Regions from separate parts of the Gossypium hirsutum genome. Here region 2 is linked to region 1. The links are chromatin contacts, called in public Hi-C maps. All regions are on one chromosome and are shown on one strand. Each heading gives the region's core, a stretch centred on a gene start, on an enhancer-like site or on the middle of the called end of the contact. The rest is flanking DNA. Distances are from core to core; before and after follow the strand shown.

Region 1 (2,700 bases), core at 187-2,686:
GGGGGGGCGTAGATGATGAACATTGTTGTTTGCTCATAATTCATATAAATATCATCTTGTAGCTAGCACAGGCAACCAGTTATGATTTAATTAATTAACTCTATATATATTGTTAGTGGAAAATAATGTAGTTGCATGGAGGAGGTTAGTAGTAGGATTTTGACATGATACAAGGTTTTTGTATTTTAAAGACACACAGAATCTAATCCAATCATATCATTATAACTATCAACCAAATGTCAAAAAGGGTTACAATACTTAAAATAAAAAATAAAAAAATCTCATATTAGTTCACTTTTTAAAAAGTTCTCTGCTTTTTTTTTATTAAATATCAAGTATTTATTTATTTTGTTTCATCTTCCCTTTAAACTTGTTTTTTTTATATTAATAACTTATTTAAGGCTAAGTTAAAAATTAAAAGTTTGTTTTATTTATATAAAAGTAATTAGAATATTTTTTTTCACTTTATTTATTCCTTGTATATTTTTCTCTACTTCTCATGCAATTTTTATTAAAATTAATATAAAAAAATATGTACAATAAAAAACTCGGGATCATGAGCAAAATTAGGAAAGTCTCTTTTTACATTTTTAATTATATACTCCTACTAATATATTTTTCTTTCTTTTATTAATTTAGCTCATATTTTTTTTATAAACTACCAAGTTTATTAAATTATTAATGAGTTTATATTTTGGTCACTTAACTTCAAAAAGCTAAAATTGATTACTGAAATTTTCAAAAGTTTTGGTTTAAGTCATTAAATTATTTGGAAGATTTTATTCAAGTCACCGGATTATTAAGTATTTTTCTTTTTAAAAGTCTAACTAGTAAGTTTCAAGCGATAGTTCCACAATCGATACGGTGGATCAATACGCTCGACAAGTATAATAACATACATTAACTCTAAGTTAATTTGACAGTCAATGTTGAAAATTAGAGAAGAAAACTGTTTGAATTTTGCTTCACAAATTAGCAACATTAAAAATTGTTTCATGAAAAAAAATTAAACTATAAAAGAGAAAGGGAATGAGATGTTTCGATTGGTGTAGACAATGTGATAAAAAAAAAGTCATATAACAACAATTTTAATAGCCTAACAACTTAAATGATCAAAATATAAATTTACCTTAAATTTAATTTATCAATTTCTTTTCAATTCAATTGAAGTCCACACAAACGCTATGAAGATTAATAATTATTTCTCAATTAAATTTTAAATCAGAAATTTAAATAATAATATAAATAGATAATGCACCACTATCAAGAAACTAACTAAACACTAAAGAAATTATGCTTTAATGAATTAAAAAATGGATTAAAGCTAGCTAAAGTCCCATTACCTTACTGTGGATCACATGGCCATGATACCCATGGAAACAGCAGACACAATCTCGTAATTATCTCAAAGTCCAAGGGCAATATCTCTTATCCTTGACCTTATAATACCTCCCTCCGCCCTAAACTTTTAACTCACAAGTAAATTTTATTTTTTCTCACGCCACCGAAGACTTCCTTCTTCTACTGCACTTTTTTTCTTTCTCTCACTTTCTCGGAAAGTATTCTCTTTTCCTTTTAACGTTCCTTGCTCATTTTCTGTCACTTCCTTGGGAAAAGAATGTATCACGGAATGGGAAAATGCCAGAAAATTCGTCAGATAGTTCGGATCCGACAAATGCTGAAGCAGTGGCGAAGGAATGCCCGGATAACGGCCAACAACAACAATAACGGACACGCGCCGTCAGATGTTCCTGCTGGACACGTGGCGGTCTGCGTGGGCACCAGTCTCAGGAGATTTATCGTACGCGCGACGTACCTTAACCACCCCATGTTCAGAAAACTCCTGGTACAAACTGAAGAGGAGTACGGTTTCAACAACGTTGGACCGTTAACCATCCCATGCGACGAGTCGTTGTTCGAGGAGATTCTCCGAGCCGTATCCCGATCCGACTCGGGCCGGTTCTCCACATTCGAGGTTCTTCAGAGATGCTGCCAAGTCGGCATGAAGAATAAACTCGGGGGTTTAGGCGAATCTCGACCGTTGCTTCATGGGGTCGCCGATAAATCAGTGTACTAAAAGCTAATGCAAGCATATAATAAAAACGACAGATCCTCCTTGGTTGACTCAACCAGAGTTGGAAGCGCTAACAGTTTTACTGAGTTGATTAGGTTTCATTATGATTTATTAGAGTGATTAGTGGGTAATTTTGAAGTTCTTTTCCTTACAATGATTATGAAGGAGATGGCAAAGAGGGATTGTTTTTACCGAGTCATCCCGAGTGGAAAAGAGTGACGAAGCTTAAGCATAATTTATTTATTATTTCCATATTGTAAATCCAATGACTTTGAGTTATTATTTTTTGAAATTTTAGAGATATTATATATAATTTGTTTTTTTTTAATTTTTATTTTTTTGTGAGAGAATATAATATAAATTGTAATTTATATGAGCATTGCAATTTTTTTTAAAATTTTTTTTATAGTTTCACTTATATAAAGCTACAAGGTATACATTATAATTGCAAATGATGGGTTGAACCTTTTAGCATTGCAATTTTAGATACCCACAATGCAATTATCATTAAAAGAGGTTAAGAGAATAATACTTTAAAATGGAACCACAATGCTTAAGAATAAATAATTTTTGATTCAATTAAAATAAATTTATAATTAGTAAGAATATACAAAATTTATCAAACT
Region 2 (2,837 bases), core at 320-2,819, 470 kb before region 1:
TTTGCCCAGAGTGAGAGAGTGATGCTGGACGAGAATGAAGAAGATGCATTGTAATCTGTTTTAGGTAAGAACATTTTGGGGTTAAGCTCTCTCAAGTCGGGACTCATTAACTGTTATCACAATGTCAGTGATCTGGTTGACAATGGTCAGGGGAGAGCAGGCACTATAATCTTAATGACTTCAAATAGGGTCACCACCAATTTATTTGTATTTCGAATCTTGGAACCCTTCACCATAGAAAAGATTGAAGACATGAAACTGGGTTTCATCATGCGCTAATGCAGGTTTTGAAGTGTTTTTTACTTGACATTCTACAGAGATTAAAGGAGAATTGAGTCACTTGAACCTTGAGCTCTGAGGCAGATGCTTTGTTCCTTAGCTCACATGTAACTTTGGGAAACACAGGCAACAAAGTAATGCAGGGGTTTGCAAATGTTGATTTTTAGCAAAAGGTAAATGATCTCTCCTCTCTTATTCTAAATCAGATTAACTATGAAACAATTTTTTTTTTTAAAAAAAACCTATATCCAGTATAGCTATTATGAAATATGACATACCTTCCAAAAATTTGGATCCGAGATATATCTTCAAAGGTTCATTATTTGACTGTTTAGGGTCTGCACTAGAATTTCAGTACTCTGGGCAGCAACCTCATTTGATGGGTGATCTATCTATGAGGCCTATGGAAACCGGAATTGCCTCTCCTAACCTAAACGTTTTCTGAGGCCATGCTTTATGTTGCAGCAGATGAAAACCAAGCCCTTGAATTAAACCAGGGACATGCATTCAAGTAAACATCCGTAAAACTGGTTCTTCCTAAAACCATAAATCATTTACCATGAAGAACCATCATCTCACTCCTAAATTCCCAATTTTCAACTCATGAATGGTATCTTACTCAAGACCACTCTAACTCCTAATTCAGCTTATCTGAAAAAGACTCACAGTTTCCTAGGGGCTCTGCTTCCTCAACTATTAATAATTGCTGCATATAATAATTAGGGTTTTCTCTGGCTCTTATGCAACAACCATTCAAAACACTTAAAATTGTTTCTAGAACTTAAACCAACAAATATAAAAGCAAAGCTACTAATAACAAAAACCCTGAAAATTGTACAAAAGTTTTTGCTTTATTATTACAGCTATTACAAAAGAGAAAAAAAAGCATAGTTTTTGAAAAATAATCAGATGAGCTTGAAGGGGAGAGGCCAAGGGGTAGACCTGGGAACTTCGACCTTGTCTTTGATACGTTCTATCTTCTTCTCTTTCTTGGGTCTGGCGTTCCCGTACGATCCTTTGAATCTCTTCCCTTTCTTCGTCTTCTTGTCACCTCTGCCGCAAAGGGTCGGTGCCGGCGGCGACGCCATTACTCCAATCGGCGAAGCCCATGATAGAGCAGGCCACTGCTTCATCACCACTCTCGTTGCTACGGTGCCGCACCACTGAATTATCGCCATTTCCACGGCTATCTATCAGTAACGGAGGCAGACAATAGAAGCCTAGAAATAGAATCATTAGGCTTTATATTTTATTTTGGGCTACTTATTAACCAACCCTCTTTTCTATTTGGACCCATTTTACATTGCTTTCATTTAATCCACTTTTTTGTAACCTCTATTTTACTTTTTTTTAATTTTCAAAAATAAAATAAAATAAAAAACTTTGTTTTAACTAAGTCCTTTTCATAAATATTTTTAAAAAAGAATAATGTCTTTTAAGTAAAATTTGATATTCAAGTACTTATATATATACTATTTTTTTATCTATGTAAAGCACGAAATTTTTGTATTTAATAATTAAAATTTATTAAATTAGTTCATTTAAGTTTTTAATATTTTTAATATTTTAAAAATAAAAATATTAGTATCACATTTAAAAATATTATAACTGATATTAGAATCAATTAAAAATAATAATATTTGATAAATGAAATATCTTTAATTTAAAAATTAAAATTAATCTAAGAAAGTAAAGTTCCCATTTTTAAAACAAAAATATTAATTTTTCTTTTTTTCTTAATGAAAGCTATAAGAAAAAAAAGTTTAACTTTCATTTAGAAAGTTGATAAGGCGCTATTTATAGAGTTATTTTTAGGTAATTAAAATTTAAAGATAATTAGTTAATTGAGTCTTAGTTTAATTAGTATGAGCATTGTTGCTAATGCAATAGAATATGGGTTCGAGTGTGATAAAGCGCATTATTTTCCTATTTATGGGTCGTAGAGGGGCATGGGTAGTTCTAGGTATTGTGTAAAAAAGAACAAATATGATCAAAACTTATAACGAGATTGTTTAAAAAAAATTAAAAGTAATTATGAATTATAATTGTTAGCTCGATTGATCACTAGAATAGAATTGTAATCAGTAATTCAATCGTTTCATTGAATGGAATGGAATTGAGTTGTAATAGTATTCTTGTGTTTGGTTGAATGGAATAAATGTTGTAATAGCATAGGGAAAAAGGCTTAAATGACCAAAGTACTATTAGCAGAATTTTTTTTAGGTAGATAATTATTGTTATTGTTATTAAATTTTAACAGGATTATTATTAAATATAATTTAATAAAAATAATAATAATTTTAATCATATTTTAATATAATTATTATTAAAATATGAATTAATAAAAATCATAACATAATCTCATTAGATTAGACCTAATTATGGGTCGGGCCACTCGAGGCCTGAAGGCCCACCCAAAATGTGGGAGGGTTTGAGCAAAAATATAGGCCCAAAAAATGGGCTTGGATAAAAAATAAGGCCCGTTTAAAAAACGACCGAGACTCGGGTAAGGTATTTTTTGCCTCGGCCCAGCCTGGCCCGAATTCACTAAAAGACAA

The links. Hi-C and Micro-C count contacts between places; a contact is called where the count stands out from the background.
Region 2: a contact with region 1 is called in a Hi-C map of leaf, with 2.5 times the contacts expected there. The contact joins the promoter of LOC107893790 here to the promoter of LOC107903712 in region 1. A contact is called at or near these places in 7 of 34 Hi-C or Micro-C datasets (callus and leaf).

What each region holds. Positions count from the first base shown.
Region 1 is chrA13:43,462,004-43,464,703 of Gossypium_hirsutum_v2.1, reverse strand. LOC107903712 (auxin-induced protein 6B) reads left to right here and starts at 1,436. Exons shown (of 1, transcript XM_016829857.2): 1 at 1,436-2,380. The coding sequence starts at 1,619. The coding sequence ends at 2,077.
Region 2 is chrA13:43,931,843-43,934,679 of Gossypium_hirsutum_v2.1, reverse strand. It overlaps LOC107893790 (30S ribosomal protein S31, mitochondrial), which reads right to left and starts at 1,569. Exons shown (of 1, transcript XM_016818885.2): 1 at 1,112-1,569. The coding sequence starts at 1,457. The coding sequence ends at 1,185.